Linked DNA regions of Gossypium hirsutum: regions 2, 3 and 4 are each linked to region 1. Evidence: chromatin contacts called from public Hi-C data. All regions are on one chromosome and are shown on one strand. The core of a region is the stretch at or near the end of the contact, and the rest is flanking DNA. Distances in the headings are between cores, read along the strand shown. Region 1 holds the start of LOC107901117. Region 2 holds the start of LOC121202967. Region 3 holds the start of LOC107901111 (zinc finger CCCH domain-containing protein 64). Region 4 holds the start of LOC107901125.

Evidence for each region. A called contact is a pair of places that touch in the nucleus more often than the background predicts.
Region 2: a contact with region 1 is called in a Hi-C map of leaf, with 3 times the contacts expected there. The contact joins the promoter of LOC121202967 here to the promoter of LOC107901117 in region 1. A contact is called at or near these places in 9 of 34 Hi-C or Micro-C datasets (hypocotyl, leaf and petal).
Region 3: a contact with region 1 is called in a Hi-C map of leaf, with 3 times the contacts expected there. The contact joins the promoter of LOC107901111 here to the promoter of LOC107901117 in region 1. A contact is called at or near these places in 2 of 34 Hi-C or Micro-C datasets (both in leaf).
Region 4: a Hi-C map of leaf shows a contact between it and region 1, with 2.5 times the contacts expected there. The contact joins the promoter of LOC107901125 here to the promoter of LOC107901117 in region 1. A contact is called at or near these places in 3 of 34 Hi-C or Micro-C datasets (hypocotyl, leaf and petal).

The regions. Positions count from the first base shown.
Region 1 is chrD06:13,231,677-13,234,906 of Gossypium_hirsutum_v2.1, forward strand. LOC107901117 reads right to left here and starts at 1,577. Exons shown (of 14, transcript XM_016826993.2): 1 at 1,335-1,577; 2 at 832-880; 3 at 680-742; 4 at 522-573; 5 at 349-422; 6 at 140-270. The coding sequence starts at 1,577. It overlaps LOC107901116 (a long non-coding RNA gene), which reads right to left. Exons shown (of 2, transcript XR_001685139.2): 1 at 3,114-3,230; 2 at 2,587-2,844.
Region 2 is chrD06:13,468,456-13,471,685 of Gossypium_hirsutum_v2.1, forward strand. LOC121202967 reads right to left here and starts at 1,689. Exons shown (of 8, transcript XM_041095727.1): 1 at 1,525-1,689; 2 at 1,338-1,434; 3 at 1,096-1,200; 4 at 892-974; 5 at 422-543; 6 at 1. The coding sequence starts at 1,197. The region is part of intron 8 of LOC107901105 (CRM-domain containing factor CFM3A, chloroplastic/mitochondrial); the gene reads left to right.
Region 3 is chrD06:13,406,145-13,409,374 of Gossypium_hirsutum_v2.1, forward strand. LOC107901111 (zinc finger CCCH domain-containing protein 64) reads right to left here and starts at 1,518. Exons shown (of 10, transcript XM_016826988.2): 1 at 1,363-1,518; 2 at 980-1,253; 3 at 726-855; 4 at 515-634. The coding sequence starts at 1,437.
Region 4 is chrD06:13,094,177-13,097,406 of Gossypium_hirsutum_v2.1, forward strand. It overlaps LOC107901125, which reads right to left and starts at 1,479. Exons shown (of 2, transcript XM_016827005.2): 1 at 1,012-1,479; 2 at 1-913. The coding sequence starts at 1,226.

The sequences.
Region 1 (3,230 bases), core at 327-2,826:
ACCATAGGCATGCATTTTATCAAACAGCTTAATGCAGTGCATCCCATATTACTGGCTGATGGTTTAATGCACACATAAAAGGAATCTTGTAGGATCAGTCATTTATTGCATCAAAAGGAAAGCAAGGGAAAAAGAATACCATTATCCGAATTCGCTGGCGCTCTTCTTCATTGAGGAAAAACTGCAACTTCATATGAACATGCCCACCTCCTTCAAGGTGAAATATGTCATCCCAAACACCTTTCTCAACCACCAATCTGGTTTCAAGTCCTGCCCCATGCCATAGCTTTTTCATTCAGACTAACTCTTAATATTCTAAATGCTTATGGAAAATGAAAAGGCACAAACCTGTATGAGAAATCTCGTTTCCCTCTGCATCTTGTATTGTTATAATCAAATTGTCACGAAGGGTTGTCAATGGACTGAGCAATAGCAAAACATGTTGGAATTCAATAGCAAAATTCACAACTTTAAAACACAGCAAAATCAAAGGATGTCAAAACAAAGTTTAGAGTCATTACAATGAGAATTCCCCTTTGTCCCAAGTCTGGTACTCTATTTTTCCCTTGGAAACTGCGTTATGAAGATGAACTCACTGGTAAAATTTTCTTCTCACAGTGTATAGAATATAGCCATTCAAGATAAGAAAATTTGGACATGAAAGTGTTGATTGGTTTACCTTTTATTGATACTTTTGATGATGATGATGATGACGATGAATGGAGACCCTTGAAATCCAGAACTGAAATGAATTCAATGAGGGAAGTCTTGAAAAAGGAGTATGAACTTCAACTGCCATATTGGAATTACATTTAAGACAAAACTTGGTACCTGAAACTTGGATGGTTCCTGGCATTTGAGAGGAATCTTTTCTGTGAGACTAGAAAAGCAGAGATGATGATGATAAGAGAGATTAACCAGGGACTAAAACTAGCATTATCATGTCAAATTTGATAATTTGAAAGGATAGCTTAAAAGGAAAACATTGTTTATCAGGAAGACGTTTTCTGGATATGAATGTGTATAACATATGTATGCTCAATTTTTTTCAAAAGAAATTCAAATTGAAAAAATACATATGTGGCTGGACTTGAAGGCAAGGTTACATAAAGGGCCCCATTACTTCAAAATTATTTATGACTCATTTATAAAGCAGGGAAATTGGGGCAGTCGATCTCTATCCTTTGTCTCACATAGAGCCAATTGGTCCAGTTGCTTGCTGGTCCTTATTACTCTCTATCAAGGCAACTAACTTAGCAGGAGCAATAAGTAACTATTTCTCTCTATATTTTGGGGGGAAAAAAAAAAGGAAGATGGGTTTAGATTGGACAAACCCATAGAGATTCTGCACGAATAAATTGCTTGGAAACAGCCTTATCTTCAATTCTTTTCTTGATTTTCTTCAGGATCATTAGGTTTGAGTTTTCCATTCTCTGCTGATATTCAGGAATGGAGTCCAAAACCTTCACAGATAGTGCAACAACCGGAAAACATTGGTGGTTTGTCATTACCTCATGGAGTTGTCTCTGGAGCAAAAGATAAATCTGCTTTTGTTTCACTCTGTTTGTTATCCGCATTGCTTCAACTCTTCTTCCTTCCTTGCCTTTGCAAACATATATGCTGCAACAGGAAGAAAGAAGGTCAGACAATCTATGTTACTGGGACCTAAATGTAAGTGTCACATACACATGTATGTTTTATTTTTTAAAAGCTTTTGATAGTACTTGGAATGTATTGTGAGTTAAAAATAAATATGTCAATAAAAATGAATAGTTAGACTAACATAACTACTCGAAAATCAAGCAAAGAGGGAAAAGAATAATCTCTTTGTTGAGAATGACTTCTAAAAGTTTAAATAATAAATAATTCATTCAAAATTATTAACAGCAAATTTTGAGAATAAAAAGGAAAGATGAAAAAGTTTTGGACGTTAGACATGAAGAACTGAGAGAAAATTAAATTAAACATATTTGGCGAGAACACAATTTTCATATCATATAAGTTTTGTGTTAATTACATATAGTTAATTGTAAACTTAAATGTGGTTATTATTATTATTATTTTATAAAGATGAAATTATCACCCTTATTCTATTTGAATGGTCCAAATTTATCATTTAAATTTTTAACTAGTATAATTTTATCTCTAGTTCATCTGTAAGTGTTGAGAAATATTTGAAAAATGTTGGCGGGTTAAAAATTAGTTTATCGTTAAAAGATATTCAAAGTAATAATATAGACATTAAAAAAACAAGACCAATGAGAAACAAACTACAATGTGATATTATATTTGGTAAAAATTAAAATTAAAAAACTATCTTTTATTATTAAAAATAAATGAGGTTTTCATCGTTAAGAATAAGGGATATTTGAAAACAACATATCCCACATTATTAAAGGTAGATTTGGATGGACAGTGCATTTACCTATTATTAGTCTAAAAATAGCAGTGACAGTGAAATTAGATATTATAACGATATTATAACGTGAGATAAAAAATAAACTAAACGCATCGCACTGCATCCTACTACCCATCCAAACCCACCCTTAGTCAAGTATTAAAATTTTTGCTTATAAACGATAACAATTCAATAAATTTGTTAATGTTTATTGAGAGTGTAATCGGCCCAAATGGTCCAGGCCTTACAAATAGTAAAACAACCCAATAAACTAAACCTAGGCCCAAACCCCAACAGCCCACTAACCAAATTTTCTACCGAAAACCCTAGCAGCTTTGGCCCCAACGCCGCAAGCCCCAGCAGTCTCCAGTACCACCCTCGCACACCGCCGCGAATCTCGCGCCACGACCCTCCCCAGCGTGCACCGCTCCATGCGCCAACAATACCTGCAACAGCAAACTCAAAACAGAAGAGCAAAAATCGGGCAAATATACCAACAATAACAGAATAGATCTCTTTTTGATTTTGTTCATTTTTCTTTTTCATTTCGGCTATTTAAAGCCTTGAAAAATCTGTAAAAGGGAAAAAGGATAAAAAGAAAAACACTGAGAATACAGAGGTTTTTTTCGAAGGTGAATCACGTTTTCTATTTTCGTTTTTTTTTCATTCTTATTTCGTTTTGTAAGAAGAATAAAAGGAGAAAAGAGGGACTTACCAGACTTGGTTGCGTTCTGCTATTCTCTCTGTCTCGATCAGAAGCTAAAACGGCGTTTGAAGCCGAGGGGAGCTCTTGAACGGCGGCCCCCAAGGGTTAAAGAAACCCTAGAAGAAG
Region 2 (3,230 bases), core at 439-2,938, 240 kb after region 1:
CCTGCATTACATTATTTTAGCAGTATAACACTTGTTGGAGAACTTATTAGACAAATGAAAATCACAGCTGGAAAAAACTAATTGACTGACTTCATTAGGATATCTTGATGCTTCGAAGCATAAAGAAGCACCAAAATTCCCCCCTGGATTACATTATTCCAGTGATATAACACTTAAACAGTAATGTTAGCTTGGTTACATTACTTATTCCGTGTATTAATGATCAAAACATTATAAGAAAAAAGGATATTGCTAAGATCCATCCTGAAAATAACTCAGTGATTAGAATGTAAGTTAAGATATAGTCTTCAACAACTTAGTTTCTTCTTAGAGAACTTACAATTTCTACAGTGCAGAGCAAAACCATTCTCTATTTTAACTAGTTCAGAAAAGTTCGAGTAAGAAACACTGGGATACTCACCTTTACTATGCCCAAGAATTGCACTTACGACATGACTTTCCCCTGAGAAGTGTTGAATTACAGCGTGTAAATCATCAGCTTCTCGGTAATAGTTACCATACTGAAATGAACCTTCACTTTCTCTGAAAAATAGATCCCAAAATAAGTCACAACTATGAAACAAAGTGAACAAAACACACACTCCTGCAGCAGCAATAGACATAGAAAGTAAGAACTATGCTGCATAATACATATTTGCCAATCCAAGAAAAATCATCTCTTAAAATCTCTACATATTTTAACTTTGTTGCTCCTACTCTTCTACCGTGACCAACACTCGTACCCGACCCTTGAATGTGGAGATAATACCAAGAACCCTCCAACTACATTAAAGAAAAACTTAGAAAAATCTAAACATACCCGTGTTGGACATATACAATGTCCGACACTCGCACCAGAGTCCGAGTAACATTAGATTTTAATCAACTCACCCGTTTCCAGCAAAATCGAAACGGAAGACACTGATTCCTTCTATTTCTAAAGCAGCGGCAAGGTTCGTCATAGTATTGTAATCCTGAAGTAGAATTAAGTGAGCTGCTTTCCATAAGTTATTACTATTCCTCCATGAACAGACATTTTCACCAAATATATTTGCTACTGAAAGCAAGTGAAAGAGATGAAATGACCCAACTGACCTTTCTGGATCTGAAACCATGGCATAAGATTACAATCTCTTTAGACTCTGTTTCATGCAATAATCCCACCAGTTTTTCACCATGCTTGTTCGGAATTATCATTCTCTGCTGCTCAATCACTAAAATTTAGAAAGAAAAAAAAAGGGTCCTTTTTTTATTTTATTTTCAAAGTTCTTTACATTAAAAACAAAATGGAACCATAATAAAGTTATAAAAGAAAGGGAATACTAATAATTTGGGACCTGGGTTTTGGGTAGAATGAGAGTGAGCCATCGTCGAGATTGTAGAGTTTGGTTTGGAGATACGTCGACAGGAGGAAGATATGAATGGTGTTCGTACCTGTGGAAAAGGAGATTTAGGATAAGTTATAAATTTGAGAGCAGTGTCAATGAATCAAAGTTAAGGGAAATGGTGGCCATTTCTTTGTACCTCTGGTTGGCCTCTTTCTTCTGTCGTGCTTAATAAGGCAAGTCCTGTAAATGGATTGGGATATAGGAAAGGTTTCAGATTGAATCCGTGATGCCATGAGTTTTAATTAGACCTTCGTTGAGCCATCCGGCTCGGCTTGAAGCTCGTTCAAAATATCATAGGATTTGAGTAAAATATGATAGGATTTGAGTAAAATATAGGCTTAAAAAATGAATTTGGACAAAAAAAAAGATAAAGCCTATTTAAAAAGTAGGTTGGGCCTCAGATAAGATATCGGGCTTGACCTAGCTCGGCCTAAATTCACTAAAGGACAAAATAAAATTACTTTTTTTTATAATGTTATTTTTTTGTTGTTTTCTCCTTATTTTACTACCATTATACTATTATATTACTACTATTTTGTTATTATTATTTGAATATTGTATAAAACTTATTTTATTATTAATTTTGTTATTATTTTAGAGACATTTGCTTGTTAAGTTACATTTATCTTAATGTTATTTAAGTATACATATTTTTTAAATTGTTGAGAAATATTTATTTTGATGTTTTTAGTATTTTTGATGTATTATATATTTTAAAATTATATAAAAATAATATAAAAATAAATATAGGTGGGTCGGGGCAGGCCCGGGTTTTAGCATTTTTATCTGGGTTGGGCTTGGGAAAAATTTTAGGCCCACTTTTTGGGGCTAGGCCGGGCCCAGGCCTAGCAAATAAGCCTGAATTTTTAGTTGAACCCTGCCTGGCCCGGCCCATGCACACCTCTAATTTTAATCTATTCTATTCCATTAAATAAATTATTAAAAAATAGTTAAAATTAGCTTCAATCATCGGGTTCAATTGTGTTTTTTTTTCAATTTAATTGATAGGTACTAATTCTCGAATCAATTGGTTTAATGCCTTCTCTGTATCAATACTCAACTAGTTCCCAATCTAATTAATTTGATAAACAAATTTGATTTAATTGACCGGTCCAATTCATTTTAAACAACCTTAACTATTACATGGTAGTGAAATGTTAAAAGGGAATATCAATTAAAAAAATGTCAAATTTTAAACAATCTTGTGGTTCTCTTGGCTGCTGGTCCTGGAATTCGTGATACGCAGGTATGTTCCTTCATTGTATGGATTTCTGTTTCTTTTTTTGGCCCAAGAAGCATATCTTTTATATTACTAACATAATATATTGAATTCTTTATTAACATTTTCCTGATCTGGAGTTTCTTCATAAAATGCAGTGTGGTTTTAAGATGTTTACTAGGTTTGCAGCAAGGAAGCTTTTTACCAATATCCGGTTGAAAAGGTGATCTCAGAGACACTATTGAACACCTATCCTTAAGCATTACTACTTGCTTATCCTGTCATTAAGACATCAAAGCAAATCTAAACTACATGCTTAGATCACTGTCTTGCCATCGACATGCTCATTTTCGCATTGAATACTCTGGTACTTTTCTGTGTTTCCTGTTTACAGCTAAACATCTAGTAAGGAGAAATAGACAATAGAAGATTAAAAAGTAGTGGATGGAGGTGAACTCGTAATGGAAATTCGGTTTTTCGTTGTTGTGAAAGAAATAATGACAAAGGGAATTAAGTCATCTTTTTAGTAATAGGTATTCATATTCAAGTTAGTTTCATCCTTCCGTATATCCACTGTTCTGAAAAGATTTGCCAAGTAATTTTGTATAGAAAATTTCAATTCT
Region 3 (3,230 bases), core at 268-2,767, 170 kb after region 1:
CATTAAATTGTTGTTCTGAAAGGGGATGGTAAGATTGGACTAGAGATATTTCAAATGAGAGGAGATATGGTTCTCACTAAAAGCTTGAGCCTTTTACAATATCAAGATGTCTAAAAGTCTAAGATAAGCTTTCATTTGATAGTAGAACACTGAGTCTTGGACACACAACAAGCCAGAGATGTCAAAAAAGCAGAATATAGTTCAAAGTAACAAATGTATCTTTCATTTCTAACATTTCACTAAGTGTATGGCCTTAGACCATGAACAATATAAGGATTAATGTACCTGACTCGATAATTTTTCTATTAACATCGAGTTGGGTTCTGTCATTAGCCATTTCAACTTGAAGTCGTTGTGAGATAAGAGTCATCATTAAATACTAATTTGAACAAGAACCATAAAATAAACATTCATGGTCATGGAAACAGCATCATATATCTGACAAGAAGCATAAAAACTGTATATTTGAGAATTGGATGCACCAAGTAATGCAAAACCTTCAAACATCACGTACCGTGGTTTGATCTCTGCAACTAGTTGGGAGACAGTGGAATCACTGCCAGAAGAATCTGAGATTCCTGCAGGGATATCTGATGCAGTGGCTCTATTTGTGATACCACTTGGCCATTCATTAGTAAAAACTAATTAAGGAATTCAAAATAAACAACCTAAAAGCGAATCAAATTTAAAATTAAAGTCTCGATGCCTATCAAAGCAAAGGATATCTTAAAAAGAAATCAACTATTCCAGGTTCCTCAGCGAATGCTCGTAGCGTGTCAATGTCAATTTGACTATATGTTCCAAACTGTTGACCATTAGACAACTGCCTACCGGATAAGTAAGCCACAGACAAACCTAAATATAAGCACAAAAAATCAGATATGATAGAAAATTTTCACATGCACTTTCTAGCCTAATTACGTATACTTTCTCAGTAACCAAACAGAGACTATTTAAAAGAAGTTTAAAAAAAAATTACCATGGAAAGTGAACATCCCGCTGCCTTTTAACCAAAACAAATTGTCGCAAACCTTGAAACCGTCCATTTTGAAACCTTGGTTAGCGGAGTTCCTCGAAACAGCCGACAAAACCTTGGGTGCACCAACTCCGTAATCGCCAATGAAGTAAGTCGGGAGAGGAACTTGGGCCCTGCCTTCAACGTAGTCCATTAATTCATCAAGCCGATCTGGTTCATCGGGGAAGAACTGACCCACGCAAAAAAGAGCATCGAAAGGACCCGCTGATTTGTTTACCTGAAAAAATATAATCGTTTTTTAGCTCCCCGCAGTTCAAAAAAAAAAAAGCAAACCGTAACAGAAACATGGAGAAATCTAAAAAATAAATGAAATGAAAGAAACTAACAGAGTTGACTCGCTTGAAGAGCTGGTTGAGACGGCCTAAAACGTCCCCGCATAGTAGAATTCTGGGAGAAGCCATGAGAGAGGAAGAGAGAGACCGATGTGGGGTGAACGCCGGAAGCCGCGTTCTCTGAAATGAAAGATTGAAGCCCGGGAACTTGGGCTTATGCGGAAAGTCTCAAATGGTCCCAGCCGTCCGGCCCATATTTGCTGGGCTCAAATATACTCGAGAGTTAATAGTGTTGTTATAATTAAACTAAAATTGATGGTCTGAGAGGACTGCACCCTCACTTTAATCTTACATTTTTCTCTCTTTCTCCATTTTACTTTCTGCTTCAATAACTTCGTATTTTCGAATGCAAAATACTTTATATAAATTTTAAAATAATAATTTTTATAATAAGCTAATTACGTTATTATCAACACAATTTTTAGTCTTGATTTAAAAATGTTTTAATCAATTTTCATTTACATGTGCTAATTAAGTAAACCCGTTTAATAAATATATTATTTATAATTTATTAAAATTTAAAATAAGTTATAAGTACAATTATATTAAAAAAATTAATATATATTGTTATAATTTTACAATATTTCGTTGTATTTAAATCCAAATATATAATTTTAATGTCGTTGCTGCCCATCTCACTAAAACTAACGATTAATTTTAACAGAAAGATGAAAAGTTACACTAGTAGCCCTTGATTTGTTTTTGGTTCAATTTTGTTTTTTATTCATCCTAATTTATACAATTTTTTGTTTTGAAAGTTGGCTTTGTCAAATTTAAATATATTATATGTAATATAAATATAAATTTAATAATTATAGAAAGTAAAGATAGATATTATTATATAAGATTTATTTTTATAAAAAAGATTATGTATATTTTATTAGTTAATATGAATATATATTTTAAACTAATGTTTCTATTATTTAAACACTTAATATTATTTAACTATGATTTAACATTAATTTAAATTTATTATTTAATATAAATATGAGTTTAATCTTTTGTTTTTATTATATATACAATTATTTAATCCAGTTCAATTTGATGGTGATTTTCTACTTCCATCTCACCGGATGTAATCCAAAGTTCCAAACAAATATATCCTAATGCTTCACGAATTAAAACAATCTTTCAGAGCAGTATTCACATTCAGATTGCGAGGCTGCAGTATTTCATTCTAGATGTTGACGTGGAAGGCTATCATATGTAGAGGGTTTTCTTCATTATACAGTGTCTGATGTATTGTTCACTTTCATGGTATCAACTGTAATTGTTGTATGGCAAGGGTTAGGACTGTGTAATTTGGCATAATTGTAGGGTTAACAATAATTCATCATGTGATCATTATGACTATATAGTTTCTCATCTGATTCTCCCGCACTGCACTGTGAATGCAGACACAGTTGAAGGAAAGCAGGTGTTTTGGAGAATTTTCAATTCAAAAGATCAAATCAGGGAGCTAACTAATTTCACCATTTGGCCAGCTCTTTGCAAGCTTTGGCATTACTGTCTTCCACCTTTTTTGCATCATATGCTTCACATCATCATCATCAGACATGCCTAACCTTTTGTTTCACTTGTTACCATATCGAAACAGCTCAAAGCATGTTTGTGACAGCTCTCCCTTGAATGAGCTAGCTGCTCATGTTCAAATATCTCAAACTACTTCCCAATAAGTTCAACATTGTCAACACCCAAGTCTTCTTCGAGTTGTTTTATGACATTTCATTTTATTTCCTTTTGTCCTATCCCATCTGTTGCGAATCACATTATAAACTCTTTTGAAATGATGTTATTTGAATATCTCAAAAGCACCCATTTTTTTCTGCTATATGTGAAGATCTTAAGGGTTCAACTTCATC
Region 4 (3,230 bases), core at 229-2,728, 140 kb before region 1:
CAGGCATTCCCTCAGAATCCTAGTAATCACATCACAGATGGGGTTATTGATACCTTCCTTTCGTAGTACAAGTGGAAACAATAATGCGTGCACCGCAGCCCTCTGATGGAGCTTGCTGTACTCAATCGTTGAAGTCAGTAGCAGACGTGAGGCTGGCTCTTCTAGAACCAAGAACTTGGGAAGCACAATTGAGCAGAGAACCTGACTTGGCCAAGCAAGCTCATCTTCATCCCCACTTGAAAGATGAGAAATTAGCACCGAAGCAGCCTCATCCTCGGCTTTCCAAGGCTCAATCAGACACAGAACTTGAAAAGGATCCATTCCTTTATCCAAGCAAAGTTCACGAATTTCATTTCCTAATGCTACAGCTTTGAAACTAGATTCTAAGTTTATAACCCTGTCTCTCAAACTAGCAGCCATGTTTTCAATTTCAGGTTCTAAAGGCACATTCAGAACCCGATCCATCTCAATTTCGTCCCCAACTTCTTTCAAACCATTTTCTCCATTTTCCTCAACTTGACTGAACAAACTCTCATCATTTTCCAAACTATCATCATAAAAACGAGGACCACAATCAGCTGCAGATAAAGGAAGCCAATAGAGAAGCGGATCATTACCAGCAGCCATGTCCTTGAGCCAATCCGGTAAGGACTCAAACTCTTGGCCGACTTCTTCTTCGCCAGATTCCAGACTAAAACCAGAAATCCACTTATTAATATGATTTGGTTCAGACACTCTGTCGAGCAGATCCCGTGCTGCTTTCTTGACCCAAAAATCAAGCCCTTGACTTTCACTCAACAAACTGCGTGCCAGCTTAGATAATTCCTTCCCATTAAACCTCTCATTCTCCAAAGCAAGAAATGAAAGTACCCTTGACTGAACCATACCCGGTAGAGTCTCTATAAACATTATCCTTAAGCAAAATAAAAAAATATCAAACTCATCAGTCACTAAATCTGAAAAGAAAAAAACAAAGAAAGTTTCTTTCCTGCCTTAAGTTTATGGGTTTACCTTTTTGGTGTGAGAGGTGAAGAAAAAGATGAGTCATCGACAAAGAGATTGCAGGGTTTGGTAAGCAAAGAAAGGAAAGAGCTTGCGGTGATTGGAGTTGTTGTTGAAGATGATAATGTTGTCGCATTGAAACATTGTTGCAGCCAAAGAGATGCTTCGATTTCAGGTGTAGGGCTATTCATGAAAATGTCGAACAACGGAACCCATGCCTCCATTTTTTGCTGGCTTCCTTCGTCTTCTTGGAGGGAAAGCGCGGGAAAACCTCTTCTGGTTTCATCTGAAAATAAAATAGATAGATAGAAAGTCTATGAGACGTGGCATAGAGTAACTGGGAACATGCAGGCCGGGTGGGCTTTTCCTTTTTGTAGGCGTGGACTGAGACCCAAAGGCAACAGGTCACATGGCGACGCCATGGGAAGAGCCTCGAAAGCACAAATGCGAAGCATGTGCTATAAGCCAACCTTTCATGAAAGGTGAGTTTGAGTAAGAATTGTTTAAATTTCGGTTAAAATCGAATTAATCGATTGAATTAATTTAATTCATTTAATCGGTCAGTTAATTGATCTAATTCGGTCGGAAGTCGATGAATAATTTTTTTGAATTAATCAAATTAGTCGAATTAACTGAACTTAATAATTAATAATACAAATTATATGTAGTTCTAATTTGGTTAATTCGGTTAATTCAGTCAAATGAATATATTTTTTTTATGTTTTATACTTATTTTAATCAAAAAAGTAAAAACATATAAATTTCGGTTAACCGACCGAATTAACCGAAATATTTTGGTTTGGTTAATTTTATTTTGAAAAATTTTTAGTTCAGCTAATTGTTAAAGGATTAAAAAAATTCGATTAACCATTTGAACCTTCTTAATTTGAGTTACAAATTTCAACTTTACTTCACATTAACACGAAAGATAGAAAAGATTGTTAATATCTAGGCAAAACTTTATGACGTACAGTATTCACCATCAATAAATAATATAATACATTATCAGTAAATTAAATAAAAATATAAAATATATGAATAAATACTAATACTTTTATTTAAATATGATTAAATATTAAATGTAATTGTTATAAATAAATATTAATAACTCTCTAAATTAAGATCTTAAATTTAAGGGATTAAGATTTAGATTCTCATGTATAGGGTTTAGGGTCTCTAATTCAGAGTGTTAGTATTTCTTTATAATTAATTATTTAATAATGTTTAAATAAATTTATTTGTGTTTATTTATAAGTCCTCAATTATTTTTTATTTTATTCAATGATGAAGTGTCAAATTATTATTCAGTGATGGTATATAGGACTTGTGCAGAGATAGTGCATTAAATATTAACTTTATTTAGATTTGTACAAAAGCAAAGTTTGGAATGGAATAAAATCTTACAATTTTAAAAAGAACTAAAAGAAAAAAATGTTATAGAAAAATTAATAAAACAATAATAAGTAAAACGTGGATGAAAAATACAAGAGAATTTTCATTGTTTAATTTTCACTTACAAGGTGCTATTTATAAGCTCCTTTACATTCAATTAGTAAATGTATTACATTTAATGAATTAAGTTTTCTTAATTACTCCATTTAATGATCTCCTGATTATAAATGAAGTAAAGATGTAACATCCCGATTTTGGGCCTAGCCGGAACAGTGGTTTCGGGACCATAAATCCGATCAGAAAAAATTTACTTTTATTATATTTTTATGGTCTACGATTTCACGGAATTATTTTTTGAAAATTTCGTTCAAAAATTTCGACGTTTGGGCACTCAATTTAGTCAAAAGGACTAAATTGTAAAAAGTGCAAAAGTTGAGTTCTACATGTTAGAGGTGTCTAATTGTTATGAAACTTTAAATTGGAGGTTCTTATACTGTAATTAGACCATTGGTTAAGTTGGTAGACAAAAATGGATATGAGATAAGTGAAATAAAAAATTTTTAAGTTGGGGACAATTTGGTAATTTAGTAATAAAAAGAATTAAAAAGGGAAAAAGATGGCAAAATGTGCTCATCTTCTCCATGGTGAACGAAAATAGCAAGGGGGAAGCCATATTTAGGGGTTTCAAGCTTCCAAGCTCCATAGTAAGTGATTTCAAGCCCCGTTTTTAATATTCTTTACGTTTTTAGAGTCTCGATAACTTAATTTAGCTTATTCTAGCAATAATTTAACCTAGGGTTCATATTTGGAAAAATACCCATAGGTGAAATGTGTTT